2 separate regions of the Podarcis muralis genome follow, and region 1 is linked to region 2. Evidence: chromatin contacts called from public Hi-C data. All regions are on one chromosome and are shown on one strand. The core of a region is the stretch at or near the end of the contact, and the rest is flanking DNA. Distances in the headings are between cores, read along the strand shown. Region 1 holds the start of ADPGK (ADP dependent glucokinase). Region 2 holds the start of HEXA (hexosaminidase subunit alpha).

The links. A called contact is a pair of places that touch in the nucleus more often than the background predicts.
Region 1: a Hi-C map of blood shows a contact between it and region 2, with 4 times the contacts expected there. The contact joins the promoter of ADPGK here to the promoter of HEXA in region 2. A contact is called at or near these places in 2 of 3 Hi-C or Micro-C datasets (blood and tail).

The regions. Positions count from the first base shown.
Region 1 is chr14:7,798,297-7,801,782 of rPodMur119.hap1.1, forward strand. ADPGK (ADP dependent glucokinase) reads right to left here and starts at 1,599. Exons shown (of 8, transcript XM_077918866.1): 1 at 1,269-1,599; 2 at 1-288. The coding sequence starts at 165.
Region 2 is chr14:7,665,360-7,668,961 of rPodMur119.hap1.1, forward strand. HEXA (hexosaminidase subunit alpha) reads right to left here and starts at 1,548. Exons shown (of 14, transcript XM_077918455.1): 1 at 1,257-1,548. The coding sequence starts at 1,488.

The DNA.
Region 1 (3,486 bases), core at 349-2,848, 130 kb after region 2:
GGCAGCTGCCATGCTGCTCTCTGGGGACGTAAGATCCCCCTGCAGCTGATATAGGAAGGAGCTTGAGAGATATTTCAGCACTGAATCTGGCAGATCAGAGTCCAGTAGGAAGACATAGCCTGTAGCCAGAGCCAACAAGGCCACACAAACCGACTTGTTCCACATGCTGATGTCTTGAAGTGAAAGGTGAAGAGTGTGAATGAAGTTTATATGGCAGCTCTCTTAAGTCTGGCCTGAAAATTGTTTTTCTCCACAACGGCCACCTTCATGTTTATAATTGTTCACAACCTATAAATAAATATTTAAGCATGAGCATTAGAATTTGTATAGCAAATCCCACCTTGCTAGGTTCTTATTTTTGCTTTTTCCTTCTCTTTCCTCCCCCTGCATCTAGGTTTATTATACTTATATTTATTAATTTCTTTATATTGTACAATAAGGTACGGGGTGGGGGTGCAGAGAAGACCTACTGAGTTAGTTGTGGGGGGAATTGCACCTGCCACTCACTCAGTTAAGAAAAGGTCTGACCCAGAGAGAGGAGGGGGTACTGAGAGAGATAGACAAGCGTTGGGCACATATGTGTCTGTGTGTACATATATGTGTATGTGTATACACACACACATATATGCGTGCAACCAGAGTCGGATTTAGGGAGGTGTAACGCCCCCCCCCAGGGCGTACAACCAAAGGGATGCAAAATAACACCACCACCACCTTTATTTATACGGGTACCTACTCAATTATTGTGAAAATAATATATATATGTATATATTGGGGGTGCCCGCCAAACTTTGTTCTGGCTCAGGGCGCCCTTTTACCAAAGTCCGCCCCTCATGATATATAAAAGATATAAATACCTACTCCCACCCCCCCACCCCATTTCCTCTTTGACCTCGATTAGGAGGAAACGAAAGCAAGGAACGGGGACAGGAGGAGGAGAAGTCGGGGGGGGGGGCGTCGGACCCTTCGCCCCTCCCGGGGTCGCTGGACTGCAGCTCCTCCCCCAGCCCCCGACCTCGGGGCAACTCCGGTGGGAGCCACCGGCGAGGGAGGCGACGAGCGGGACGGGGGAAGGCGAAGGAGGGCCTTGCAGGCGGCCTACCCTGCAGAACGAGCTTTCCTCCCTCCCTTTCGGCGCGCTTAGGGGACAGTCACCCCCAAATTTGACCCAAGGGGGAAAAAGAAGCCCCCCCAAGTCCCTCCCTCCCTTTCCCTGAGGTAAACCCCTCGCTGGCTTCCGGCGGAGAGAAAAGCGCGGGCTGGTTTACCTCACAGCTGAGGGGGCAGCAGGGGCCCGGCGCCTTCCCGCCCCTCCCCGGAGCCCAGGCCGCGGGCTGCTCCTCTCAGGAAACGCGGCTCTTCCCGTCCCCGAGGAGACCCGCCGGCCGGCCGCGGGCCCTGCAGCGCCTCTCCGCCGCCCGAGGCTCTCGAAAGGCCGCCTCAGAAGCGCGCAGCTCCCTTACGCCATCTCCGTATCCCGCCGGCGGCGTTACTCAACCCGCTCGGCAGGACCGGGGGGGGGGGCGCCACCGCTTTACGGAGTTTGCGCAGCTTGCGCGGCTCTGCCTAACTTCTCGCGCGGCGGGCGGCCTCTCGTCGGCGCGGCGAGCTTTGCAGAATCGTCGGGCGCCGCAACTCGGAAGCCGGCCGGGCGAAGCTTGACTGCCAATCAAAAGGGAACGTAACCAATCGTCGGGAGAAAGGGGTGGGCGACTAGAGATGGAAAGAGGAAAGGAGGGGAAAAGGGGAGGGAGAGGAATGTACCATGAGGCGTTGCGAGGCGGGGGGGTGTACGCATATATTTTCTCCTTAGTTGCTTGGACCAGTTTGGTGATGGTGATAAGGATGCCCTTTATCGAAGAATGGTAGAGTTAGTCAAAAAAGCTAAGATCATGGCCACTGGGCCCATCACCTTCTGGCAAATAGAAGGGGAAGAAATGGAGGCAGTGAGAGATTTTACTTTCTTGGGCTCCATGATCACTGCAGATGGTGACAGCAGCCACGAAATTAAAAGACGCCTGCTTCTTGGGAGAAAGGCGATGGCAAACCTAGACAGCATCTTAAAAAGCAGAGACATCACCTTGCTGACAAAGGTCCATATAGTTAAAGCTGTGGTTTTCCCAGTAGTGATGTATGGAAGTGAGAGCTGGACCATAAAGAAGGCTGATCGCCAAAGAATTGATGCTTTTGAATTGTGGTGCTGGAGGAGACTCTTGAGAGTCCCATGGACTGCAAGAAGATCAAACACATCCATTCTGAAGGAAATCAGCCCTGAGCGCTCACTGGAAGGACAGATCGTGAAGTTGAGGCTCCAATACTTTGGCCACCTCATGAGAAGAGAAGACTCCCTGGAAAAGACCCTGATGTTGGGAAAGATGGAGGGTACAAGGAGAAGGGGACGACAGAGGATGAGATGGTTGGATGGTGTTCTTGAAGCTACCACATGAGTTTGACTAAACTGCGGGAGGCAGTGGAAGACAGGAGTGCCTGGCGTGCTCTGGTCCAGGGGGTCACGAAGAGTCGGACACAACTAAACAACTAAACAATAACAGAGTTAGAAGGGACCCTTGGGGGCCATCTAGTCCAACCCCCTACAATGCAGAAATCTCAGCTAGGTCATACATGGCAGGTGGCCATCCAGCCTCTGCTTAAAAGCCTCCAAGGAAGGAGAGCCCTTGACTCAGGATGGGTAGGAGGCGAAATGGAGAGAATAGAAGAGGCAGAAAGGGGGAAGGACCATAACAGAGGGGCAGAGCACCCGGTGCTCTGTATGCAGAAGGATCCCAGGTTCAATCCCCAAGTTTGAAATCCTGGAGAACTGCTGCCAGCCTGGGTTGACAGCAATTATGGTGGAGGACACACGTTGCATGACAAAAGCAGATTTTTTAAAAAAAATTCCAGGTTCAGTTGCTGGCATTGCTCGTTATATATTATGTATTGCATTAAAACAATTACCTTATTTTCTTGTTTCATTTAATGGATGTTATGTACATCATGTTGCGCATTATGATATTATGTTGTAAACCTGGATAGCTCAGTTGGCTAGAGTGTGGTGCTGATAATGCCAAGGTTGAAGGTTGGATCCCTGTAGGTGATCCAACTGCATATTCCTGCATTGCAGGGGGTTGGACTAGATGATCTTCCAGCTCTACAATTCTATTAAACCATCCTGTTTGGGGGTTTTTTGGGGGTATGGGGAGCCTACCAGTTTTCAATGTTCTTTGTCACTGTTTGATTTAGAGGCCCAGTTGCCCTTGGATTAGCATAACTGTAGTCATAATGGTTATAGAAACACACCTTGTACATGCTCGATAACTTTTCCTCCACCACCCCTCTTACATTATTATCTGAAGTTAATGGCAGAGCACGTCTGTCTGTGTTTCATTCCACTCAGTGATGGTGATGGATGGATTTCTGGGAGACAAACATCATAGGAACATAAAAAGCTGCCTTATACGAAGGCAGGCCAATCAGTATGGCCTACAT
Region 2 (3,602 bases), core at 298-2,797:
TGCCACACCCAAGATGGAGGCGCCCAACCACTCCCTTTCTGAAGGGGAGCAAAGAGAGGAAGGAAACCTCTCCCGATGATGATACAATATAAAACTGAATTGCAATAAGATAATAAAGACTATGGGCATTAGGCATAGATTTATGAGTTTTTAATTCACATTTTTCTTTTGCTTGTCCATGCAATTTATTATCTGAAATAAAAGAAACCTCCTGTCCGTGGCGTTTGATGCTGCTCGTTCAAACATCCTGAGATCTTCTGGCAGGTGTCATTGTCAAATGATATGACAGGTGTCCACTACTACCTGCATACATTCCAGAAACAACTGGAGGTATTTTTGTTCCAACAAGTTTCCCCCACTGCATACATGGGTCTTTACTACGAATGACTGCTTTGTATGGCTCTACTTCTATTTGAATCACCTTTGCTGTTTTTGTGCTTTTAACTGTTTTGCATTATCTTTAGGGTACATTGCCCTGAGGTTGTTCAGAAGGCAAATAATGATCCACGTTCTAGCTGGGCTAGAGGCTAATGCAGGAAGAGCAAGAAATATAAAATTGACCTTTGTATACCAGGCTAGTTGCTACACACATACACCCAATTTATTGCAAGAGGTGCAACCAGAGTTCAAGGACTCATTTGAGTCAAACAGCAACAACAATGCAAGGAGGGTGCAAAGCAGGGACTGTGAAGGGGCGTGGCCTACAGAGGGTCCTGGGTATTAAAAATAAAATAAAATAATAAATAATAAAATAATAATATAAATAATAAAATAATAAAATAAAAAATAAGATAAAAGGTATTAGAAATGCAACTAAATAAACATTACTTGCATTATTTTGGACAACAGCATTATTAGTGTAGTGGTACATTTTAAAATAATGCACATGACTGTGTTGATACTTTTTCCCCCTACACATACACACATCCCAAACAGCAGCAGCACCTCGTACCATAATATTTAGTTTATCAGAATGAGTACAAATAAAATCCTTTGCATACTTTTCACAGTTTTAAAACTGAAATAAAACCGCTGGATGCAATGCTTTCTACAAACAGGGGTCAGACTCGGCCACGCTCGGAGCTTTCAGTTCCCCAGCTTGGAAGGGAGGAAGCGGCGTGTCTCTGGGCATGCGCAGAGTTCCCCTCGGCGATCAAATCCCGCAAGCCCCGTCCGGGAAGGCAAAGCGTGCAGATATGAAAGAAGAGCGCTGCTTCTCCTTGAAAATCACCCTTAGCCCCCCAACCCCGCCTGACCTGCGTCTTCCAGTCCGGGAAGGAAAAGCAGTGCCCAGTAACGTCGGAACGCCTCGTCCAGCACCGAGCAGCCGGGCCCCACGGCCGACGAGTCGGCATAGCCGAAGCGGAAGCTCCCGGCTCGGAGGCGGCAGCCGCCCTGGGCAGCCTGGAGCAGCGACTGCGGCTGCGGCCACACGGCAGCGGCGGCGGCGGCGAGCAGGGAGAGCAGCGCGCAACGGAGCGCCGCCATGGTCGCCAGCCGAGCGCGCGGAGAAGCGCCACCGAGCGGAGGATGCGGCGCAGCGGGAGGGGTGGGCGGGTCATGTGACCGTGCAAAAAAACCGGTCGGAGGGGAAGCGGGTGGTGCCCCGGGGACAAGGCGGAGTCGGGGAGCCGCCCGTGCAAACGAGCCTGGGGGGGAGAGGACGAGGGGTTTGCAGCCCCCTCTCCGCCTGCAACCAGCGCCGGATTTACGTCTAAAACTAAACAAGCTATAGCTTAGGGCCCCACTCTCATGAGAGCCTGCCCAACAATTAAAGGAAAAAACAAACTGGATGTACATTTCCAAATTATAAGAACCAAATAAAATAAAACCTACATACAGCAACAGTGTTTTGTGTTGTGTAGGCTCCGATGATGTAAGTCAGGGGTAGGCAAACTAAGGCCCGGGGGCCGGATCCGGCCCAATCGCCTTCTAAATCCGGCCTGCGGTAGGTACGGGAATCAAGTGTGTTTTTACATGAGTAGAATGTGTGCTTTTATTTAATTTTTTTCCATTTTTTTAAAATTGGTTTTCACAACATTATAAACAAACAAACACATAAAACAAACAAACATAAATCACAATCTTATTAAAAATTACGCTTATTAACATTGTTAAGTGACTTACTTCCCCTTCGTTGAATTTCATTGCATGTCCTTTTAACGGTTTTCCAAATCATAGTTCTTAAAATAATTTAACTTAAACATTAACATCCTTAGATCTTCACATTATGAAATTAAACATATTAATTCATCATTTACCTTAAATAAAATCCTAAGCCAATTAAGTATCTGCAAGCTGTTTTCATTTAGTTTAACTTAACATGTTTAACTAAGTAATCATTAAATTTGATCCAATCTTCCTGATACTCCTCCTCCTTCTGGTCGTGGACTCTTCCGGTTAGGTCGGCTAGCTCCAAAAAATCCATCATCTTCATCTGCCATTCTTCTATCGAATGTGTACTTTTATTTAAAATGTATCTCTGGGTTATTTGTGGGGCATAGGAATTTGTTCATTTTTTTCCCTTTTCAAAATATAGTCCGGCCTGCGTACCTTAGTTTGGGGACCCCTGCTCTAGAGCAGAATAAAACAAGCTTGCTCCCTCTTCCATGTGACAGCCCTTGAGATATTTGAAGGTGGCTATCATATCATATAGGGACGCGGGTGGCGCTGTGGGTAAAACCTCAGCGCCTAGGACTTGCCGATCGCATGGTCGGCGGTTTGAATCCCTGTGGCGGGGTGCGCTCCCGTTGTTCGGTCCCAGCGCCTGCCAACCTAGCAGTTCGAAAGCACCCCCGGGTGCAAGTAGATAAATAGGGACCGCTTACTAGCGGGAAGGTAAACGGCGTTTCTGTGTGCTGCGCTGGCTCGCCAGATGCAGCTTTGTCACGCTGGCCACGTGACCCGGAAGTGTCTGTGGACAGCGCTGGCTCCCGGCCTCTAGAGTGAGATGAGCGCACAACCCTAGAGTCTGGCAAGACTGGCCCGTACGGGCAGGGGTACCTTTACCTTTATCATATCATATCATATAATATATCATATCATATCATATCTCCTCTCACTCTCCTCTTTTCCAGGCTAAATACACCCAGCTCCTTCAACTGCTCCTCATACTGTAGGAGGTGAGGACAGGTGACCCCACCTAGGCCCGAAGTCCCCCCCCCAACCAGGCCTCAAAACGGTCCAAAATTTGTTTTGTCTTCTAAAAATCCACAGCTAAAGCTTTCCTCTGCTTATTCTCACAAGATGCTGTTGCAAGGCAAAATGTTACTGTACTTTTAAAGGCTAATTAATAGATTCTGTCAATGCCAAGAATATTCAGGCCTGAGAACTGAATCTTATCTCACTCTAGTTGCAACATCTTTGGACACGCTGAACCACAAGGCTCCTCGACCCACCCCCCTTTGGCTTCTCACCCCTTTTCTAGGAAGGATGCCAAGAGTCCACAATAGTCCCAAGACAGCTTTCTGTTCATGCTCAGAGGAACTCATGGGGCAGGACTCCTGAGGGAGGAGAAAGGGGAGGGAACTAGAAGGGGAATATATACTCTGTGCACATGACTGTGAACTCGTGCATGTTTTTGTGAGTTATCACACTTGCTC